2 separate regions of the Pan troglodytes genome follow, and region 1 is linked to region 2. A link is a contact called in public HiChIP or PLAC-seq data. All regions are on one chromosome and are shown on one strand. The core of a region is the stretch at or near the end of the contact, and the rest is flanking DNA. Distances in the headings are between cores, read along the strand shown.

Evidence for each region. HiChIP or PLAC-seq counts read pairs in DNA pulled down with a chosen protein or histone mark.
Region 1: an H3K4me3 HiChIP or PLAC-seq map of stem cell-derived excitatory neurons shows a contact between it and region 2, with 11 times the contacts expected there. The contact joins the promoter of ZNF324 here to the promoter of ZNF497 in region 2. A contact is called at or near these places in 1 of 7 Hi-C or Micro-C datasets (induced pluripotent stem cells) and 1 of 1 datasets of contacts at active chromatin or transcription factors (stem cell-derived excitatory neurons).

Annotation. Positions count from the first base shown.
Region 1 is chr20:61,400,121-61,404,495 of NHGRI_mPanTro3-v2.0_pri, forward strand. ZNF324 (zinc finger protein 324) reads left to right here and starts at 1,336. Exons shown (of 5, transcript XR_010153988.1): 1 at 1,336-1,561; 2 at 3,557-3,683; 3 at 4,105-4,221.
Region 2 is chr20:61,297,421-61,301,550 of NHGRI_mPanTro3-v2.0_pri, forward strand. It overlaps ZNF497 (zinc finger protein 497), which reads right to left and starts at 2,874. Exons shown (of 4, transcript XM_016936996.3): 1 at 2,592-2,874. The coding sequence starts at 2,845. LOC134809135 (a long non-coding RNA gene) reads left to right here and starts at 2,577. Exons shown (of 3, transcript XR_010153995.1): 1 at 2,577-2,667.

The DNA of each region.
Region 1 (4,375 bases), core at 86-2,585, 100 kb after region 2:
TTTTTTATAAAGATGGGGGTCACATTTTGTTGCTCAGGCTGGTCTCAAACTCCTAGGCTCCAGTGATCGCTCACCTTGGCCACCCAAAGTGCTCAGATTCCAGGTGTGAGCCACTGCGCCCAGTCCTGAAATGTTCTTAAATTCTTTCAAAGTAGCAAAATTTATATTAAAACATTCCAAACATGATGAGCTCCCTTGCTCCACAAGGATTTACAAGTAGAATCAATTAGGTGGACAGTTATAGCTGACAGTTGACAGAGAGATAGTTATAGATGGAGGTAGGTATAGAGGGAGGGAGGCAAAAAGAGTTAAGGAACTGGACAGCTGAGAACTGTCTACGGGTTCCAAAAACAAGACAACCTTTTATTATCTGCCAAACAAGACAGTCTACATTGAGACTGCTCTGCCTTTCGTTTTTATGTGTCAAAGACACTTAAATTGGCCTGTAATCCCAGCACTTTGGGAGAACGAGGCGGGCGGATCACCTGAGGTCAGGAGTTCAAGACCAGCCTGGCCAACATGGTGAAACTCCATCTCTACTAAAAAATACAAAAATTAGCCAGGCATGGTGGCGCGCACCTGTGGTCCCAGCTACTACGGAGGCTGAGGCGGGAGGATCACTTGAACCTGAAGGCAGAGGTTGCAGTGAGCCGAGATTGTGCCACTGCACTCCAGCACGGGCAACAGAACAAAGACCCTGTTAAAAACAAACAAACAAACAAAAACTTAAATGAGTCCCAAGAAAAAAGGAAAAAAGAATGAATATTGTGATGTGTGGGGCAAGACAAGATCTAGATGGTCTAAGGACAAGCAAATCTGGGGAATTAACTTCTGCCCATCCAAATTACAAGGAAAACAGATGCTTTGGGCAAGCGTCGAGGAACAGTCCCATACTTAAGACAAATGTAGGCTTACGGGCTGAGAATTCTTGGTGTAAAGGTTGAAAACGGACCTTAAACCTTTACGGGACATTGACACAGAGAGGTCAAACCGGCGCCCAGGACGCACAGTCAGTGAGAGGCAGAGCTGGGAAGGGAACCCGGAGCTCCAGGCATCGGCTCCTCCACCTCCACCTGCCCTACCCGGTGCATTTTCTCCTCCGTGCTCCCTGCTGGTGTTGCCTCTTGGAACCTCGGCAGTTTCTGCTTTCGCACCTGCAGGGTTTAGTCTCCGGGACTGCTTGGGAGGACACCTGGAATGCCGAAGGCAGGACTACACACCGGGCGAATCCACCAGCGCCACCAAGCGCTTGAAAACCCGAGGCCTCCGCGCGACTCCATTTCCCAGCGCCCCGCGCGGCAGGGGCTTGGACGTTGCCAAGGAGACCGGTAGTGGCCCCGCCTCCACGCAGGGAAACAGGCGGGAACCACATGACCCGGAAGGCTGTACGCAAGCGTCCGCGGCGCGCACTGGGCCAATGAGAACCGAAGGGCTGGACTTCCGGCGGTGGGACTGTCACTTCGCCGCCCGCGTCAGGCCACACCGGTGGTCTGGGCTGGGGCCCGCGGGTCGGGTCCGGTTTCCAGGAGGTTCCTGGTGCTCGAGGCTGGCGGCGAGGAAGGTACTGGCTGAGGGCCCGCGTCGGGCCCGCCCTGCGCACGCGTCGTGATCGAGGGCGCCGGCCGCTGGCCGCGCCCCCAAGCCTCTGTTTCTCAGAGTGCGTCGTGGGCGTCCAGGGGACTGTCGGGCCGCGGCGGGAGCCATGCGCTCTCCCACCGTGCGGCAGCCCAGGAGGCTGCGCGCTGGGCGTTCCACGTCCATGATGGCCGGGGAGACTGAGGCGCGGGGCGGCCCCGGGACGCTGCGGGCGGGGAAAGGCTGGGTGGTCCACGCCTTTCTTCCCTCCCAGCTGCGGGTTCGGCTGGCGGCGGTGGCGCTGACAAGCCCGCGCCGGGGAAGCGGGGGAGTCCCTGCTCACACAGACCGCGCCCTCACGGAGGGAGGCCGCTTCCTAGACCTCGCCTAGTCGTCTTTCCTCTCCCTGGCCTGGGGGCGTTGCGGGGGTCAGTGCAAACTCCTGTGTCCAGGGCACTGGTGAGCTCCCGAGTTCGGGCAGCCAGGGGGCTGAGGTCCTGAAGGAGGCTCCGAGGGGAGAGTCCTGTGTGTGCAAAACCTGGGAGGGGAGCCGAAGCCCAGGTGCTTCTGGGACTGAGCGCTCTCGATGTGGAGCTGGAGGAGAGGGGATGCGTGCGGCTGCAGTAGCAGGCGAGGGGGTGGGCTTTATCTCGAGGGCGTCGGGAGACATAGAAGTTTTGAACAGAATCAGGACATCCTCTGGGGACTTTAAAACGGTTCCACCGTTTGTTGCGTGGAGAACAGACATGCAGGGGTGTCGGCATGAAGGGAAGAACCGACTGCCACAGTCTGGGCAGCAGTGGAGGTGGGCGACCAGGTGAATTCTGGTGGATCTGCGGATGCATCAGGTGTGGGCTGTTTGAAGAACTAAGTACCCCATGTTGTTCAGCCTGAGCGCCTGGAAGAAGAGAGCTGCTGTAGATAGAAAGGTGAAAGGAAAGCAGGTTTCCTTCAGGGGAAAGCTCAAGAGTCTGGGATGTCCCAGGTTGGTCATGTCACTGGACCTGACGTTGTTGGTGTCCTGGGCTGTGGACAGGGCCTATGAATTGGACTGAGGAATGGGCAGGGACTCAGCCAGGTGTGGGCAGTTATGGCTTGAGGGTAAAGAAGACCAGCTGGGATGCCTGGGGCTATTGGGAAGAGCCTAGCACCTAACTGAGGAGGGGAGGGTGGCAACAGAGAGGGGAAGAAAGAGAGGGGACACCGGGTGGAAGGAGGAAGGGATTGAGTTCCTCTCTGTTCACAGGTTGTTGAGGCTGCTCCCCTGTGGCGACTGGTGAGAATCATCCAGTCCCTCAGGCTGGATGAGCAGCCTGGAAATGTCAGGCAAGCAGGCTCAGCAGGGGAGGGTCCCGGTGATGGGTATGCCTGGGAAGCCCCAGCTGGGACTCATAGTTTCTTGCTACAAGAGCAGGAAGGGTGCATCTGGGGAGGGTCATGAGTGGTCATGCTGAGTCACGAGTGGACACCTGGGGCTGCTCTTGGTGTGGCAGCTGAGGGCCCAGCCAGGACTTGTTCTAGCCTGCTTGTGTATGGCGTTGCCAGTGGGGAGGCCAAGAAGGCATCTGGGGTCTGGTCAGGGAGGGCAGAGGGGAGGGGTCCCAGACATGTGAGGGAAGTGCCATCTGAAGATGGTGGGGGCAGAATCCAGGGAAGGAGGGTGAGTGTCTGAGGGACATCATGGGAGGTGGCTGTTGGGATGGGGAGCTTGGTCCTGGCTCACAGCCATACCTTAAACCAAGCTTGTCCAACCCACTGCCCAGGATGGCTTTGAATGCAGCCCAAAACAAGTTCGTAAACTTTCTTAAAACATGAGATGTTTATGCAATTTTTATTTTTTTTAGCTCATCAGCTGTTACTAGTGTTAATGTATTTTATGTGTTGCCCAAGACAATTCTTCTTCCAATGTGGCCCAGGGAAGCCAAAAGATTGGATAACCCAGCCTTAGACCATGGCTGTCTCTTCCTCCCTGCTCTTTTAGGACCAGATGGCCTTTGAGGATGTGGCTGTGTACTTCTCCCAGGAGGAGTGGGGGCTCCTGGACACAGCCCAGAGGGCCCTGTACCGCCGCGTGATGCTAGACAACTTCGCACTTGTGGCCTCGCTGGGTAAGGTCCTAGATACGCCATGAAATGGGCAACTGATAACAAGCTGACTGGCCAGGGCTGCCCCCTCACCTCCCTGGTGGCTGACGAGCAGGCCCATACCTTGCAGCCAGGGGCCATGTGGAATAGGGGTCTGGTCCTATAGACATGCAGTCTGGTTGGCTCAACCACTCCCTGTGGCGCTGTCCGGCTGTGGCCTCTCCGAGCCTTGGCTCAGCCCCCTTCCTTTGGTGCCCTGGGCACAGTTGCTGCCCTGGGGATGAATGAGCTATTCCTGTGAGCCCCTTGCCCTGTGCCATCTTTAGATTCTGCAGTTGCACAGATGACATTTTCTGTTTCCATGAAGCCCTGACTCCTGCCCTCTGTTTGGAGGTGGGTTATCTTGAGCTGGGGCTGGACTCTAACCTGCACCTCCTCCTCACAGGACTCTCCACCTCTCGACCTCGTGTGGTCATCCAACTGGAGCGTGGCGAGGAGCCCTGGGTTCCCAGTGGAACGGACACAACCCTGTCCAGGACCACCTACAGGAGGCGCAACCCTGGTGAGAGGGAGCTCAGGTTGGGGTGAATTCAGGACCAACCTGTGGTCATGCCTCTGTCCCTGGTTCCCAGACTCCCCAGAAGCACCCTCCTCACCTCCCTCCCACCTGATTCCCTTCCCTTCCATCATCAGCCCCTCCTGGAGGCTGCAGCCTT
Region 2 (4,130 bases), core at 1,624-4,123:
TTCATATTATGTTATTTCATTTATGTGAAATGTCCAGAACAGATAAGTCTGTAAGAGACAGAAAGTAGATCAGCGGTTGCCAGGATCTGCAGGGAAGAGAGAAATGGGAGATACAGCCGTGGGAGTGATGAAAATATTCTGGAATTAGTGGTGATGACTGTGCAACACTGAATATACCAAAAACCACTGAATTACACACTTTAAAAGGATGAATTGTATGGTATGTATGTTTTTTTAAAAAGTTACCACCCAATCCCAAAAGCTTAAAAACTGTATGACTCCATTTATTTTTCTTTTTCTTTTTTTTTTCTTTTGACAGGGTCTGGCTCTGTCATCCAGGCTAGGGTGCAGTGGTGCAATCTCATCTCCCAGGCTCAAGCCATCTTCCCACCTCAGCCTCCCAAGGAGCTGGGACATCAAGTGCGTGCCACCATACCCAGCTAATTTTTTTATTTTTTATTTTTCTATTTTTGAGACAGAGTTTCGCTCTTTCACCCAGGCTGGAATGAAGTGGCGCAATCTCGGCTCAGTGCAACTTCTGCCCCCAGGATTCAAGCGGTTCTCCTGCCTCAGCCTCCCCAGTAGCTGGGATTACAGATGCCTGCCACCAGGCCTGGCTTATTTTATTTTATTTTATTTTTTAGTAGAGATGGGGTTTCACCATGTTGGCCAGGCTGGTCCCGAACTCTTTTTTTTTTTTTTTTGAGACAGAGTCTTGCTCTGTCGCCCAGGCTGGAGTGCAGTGGCACCATCTTGGCTCACTGCAAGCTCTGCCTCCCGGGTTCATACCATTCTCCAGCCTCAGCCTCAAGTAGCTGGGACTACACGTGCCCGCCACCATGCCCGGCTAATTTTTTTGTATTTTTGGTAGAGCCGGGGTTTCACCGTGTTAGCCAGGATGGTCTCGACCTCCTGACCTCGTGATCCGCCCGCCTCAGCCTCCCAAAGTGCTGGGATTACAGGCGTGAGCCACGGCGCCCGGCCGGTGGGCCGGTCCTGAACTCTTGACCTCAGATGGTCCACCCGCCTCGGCCTCCTAAAGTGCTAGTATTACAGGCACCAGACACCTCGCCCAGCCTATGCGACATTCGTGAAATGACAAAATGGTAGAAATGAGAACAGATTACTAGTTGACAAAAAGAGGTTAACGGGGAGCAGAGGTAGGAGGGAAGGGTATGCGGCTCTGAAAGGGCAACACGGGGATCCTTCGTGATGGAAATATTCTGCATCTCAGTTGTGATATTGTACTCTAGTTTTTCTTTCTCTTCTCTTTTCTTTTTTTGAGACAGAGTCTCGCTCTGTTGCCCAGGCTGGAGTGCAGTGGCGTGATGTGGGCTCACCGCGACCTCTGCCTCCTGGGTACAAGCGATTCTCCTGCCTGAGACTCCCGAGTAGCTGGGATTACAGGCACCAGCCTCCACACCCGGCTAATTTTTGTGTTTTCAGTACAGATGGGGTTTCACCATGTTGCTCAGGCTGGTCTTTAACTCCTGAGCTCAAGGGATCCACCCGCCTTGGCCTCCCAAAGTGCTGGGATTACAGACATGAGCCACCGCACCTGGCCTCTAGTTTTTCAAGATGCCACCTTTAGGGGAACTGGGTAAAGGGTACATAGGGTATGCATTATTTGTTACTGCATGTGAATTTCTAATTACCTCAAATCAAAAGTTAAATTTTTTAAAAAACGACATCTGATTTCAATAAAAATTCATATTTGTGTATTGAAGTATCAGAAATCCGGGTCCCCCAAGGGCCCATGTTTCTTAAGGCGGAGCCAGGCACCGCTGCCCCTCCATCCAGGGCCTGTGGTGTGCGACCCCGACCCGCCAGCCCCCAGCCCCATCTATCAGGGCTGCCGTCCTGAGTCCGTCCTCGTCGTGGGATAGCATGTGAGCCCCGTAAGGTCCCTCCTGTCGGCCTCACTGCTCCAGCCTCCCCGACGTCCTCACATCCACGCTGCGTGCCCTTTCTGAGCCTCAACGCCACCTCCTCACCACGACATGATCAGAGCCACCTCCCGCGTCAGTCCCAGCGCCCACGCCCCCAACAACGGGCACTTGTCCGACCAGTCACGGGTACTTGTGTCTCCCCCACAACCCCCAAGGCCTAGGCTGGACAAACAAATACGGAGTGGATAAAGGGGAGGAAGCTGCGGCCAGGTGGCGCGAGGCCTGTGCGGGCAGCTCCGGAGGCTCGGAGGCGAGCCCAGCCTGGTGAGCTCCGAAACTACCCGGGGCTGGGGGCTGATGAACGAATAAATGAATGTGGGAAGAAATGATGGCGCGGCAGGGCATGAGTGAATGAGTGAAAGAATAAACGAGCAGGAGGAACGATGCTACAGAACTGATCGCCATAAGGCTCGCGTTCACCTAGCGAACAGCAAACGGGAGCCATTTCCGTCCCGACCACGGTCGCCTCTGGCCCGTGCAGGGCCACTTCCGGGCCGCTCTGGACGGCGCGGAGGCCTATCTCTCGGTGGTCCCAGAGGGCCCAGCTCAGGGCCGAGCCCCGTCCTGCCCCGCGCGGCGGGAGTGGTTGGAGCCGGAGGGCGGATCTGTGCCTGGCCGAGGGTGTCCGTCGGCGTCACTCACCGTCCTCGGCCCGCCTCTGCGTCCACTAGGCGCGGCCTGAGAGAGGCCCGCACGCGGGATCGAGCCGCGTGGAATGGTAGGAGGGCGGGCACCGGGTCTCCTGGGAGGCGCGGTTGCATTCGGCAGAGCGGCCCAAGGTCTCGCGTTTCTCCCCACTGCGCCTGCGTAACTATGGCGCGGCAGCGGGCGCGCGCCTTCTGGTTCCCATGGGGACGGCGCCACAGCCAAGCTACTCTGGCGTGCTGCGTTGCCATGGATGCGCTCCGCCCCTTCCTGTACCCGGCCCGCCTCTCCGGCACACACCCAACAGCTACACAGGCGCCTGGGGCTGCCCGGGTCGCGGACGCAAGTCGGTCCGACGTAGCTTCTCCCTGGCGATCCTCCTCCGGCCCCAGGCCGTCTTTACCACCCTGGAACCTTGCTGAGTTCACGCCACTGAGCTGCGTCTCACACCCACGCGCTGTGGAACACCCACCAAGCTGGAATCCACGCGGTTTTTAAAATAGAGTCGGGGGCCGGGCGCGGTGACTCACGCCTGTAATCCCAGCACTTTGGAGGTTGAGGCGGGCGGATCACGAGGTCAGGAGATCGAGACCATCCTGGCTAACACGGAGAAACCCCGTCTCTACTAAAAATACAAAAAATTAGCCGGGCGTGGTGATGGGCGCCTGTAGTCCCAGCTACTCGGGAGGATGAGGCAGGAGAATCGCTTGAACCTGGGAGGCGGAGGTTGCACTGAGCCGAGATCGCGACACTGCACTCCAGCCTGGGCGACAGAACGAGACTCCGTCTCAAAAAAAAAAAAAAGTTGAGTCGGGATCTCTGAAGCTAAGCAGGGTCGGGCCTGGTTAGTACTTGGGAGACCGCCTGGGAACACCGGGTGCTGTTGGCTAAAATAAATAAATCAACCGCGCGCGGTGGCTCACGTCTGTAATCCCAGCACTTTGGGAGGCCGAGGCGGGCAGATCACGAGGTCAGGAGTTCGAGACCAGTCTGACCAACATGGTGAAACCCCGTCTCTACTGAAAATACAAAAATTAGGCTTGTTGGCGCGTGCCTATAATCCCAGCTACTCGGGAGGCTGAGGCAGGAGAATCGCTTGAACCGGGGAGGCAGAAGTTACAGTGAGCTGAGATTGTGCCACTGCACACTCCAGCCTGGGTGACAGAGCAAGACTCCGTCTCAAAAAAACAACATAGACCAGATGCTGTAAGCTAAAATAAATGAATAGCTAGAGACGGGGTCTCGCTATATGGCCCAGGCTGGTCTTGAACTTCTGGGCTCAAGTGATCCTCCCACCTTGGCCTCCCAAAGTGCTAGGATTACAGACTTGAGCCACTGCACCCGGCCTCCACGAGCTCTTTTTGTACCAATTTTTCCCAATTTGTACTAGGGAGCTCTCACCTCAGCCCAGGTGGTTTGGGCAGGTGTGGGTACATGGCCCAGGTCCACAGCACGGGGCAGTCCATCCCTCTGGCCCTGGCAGTGGTCACTTTGGACCTGTGAGCATCGTGGGACTTCTCTCTGAACTGTTAGGGC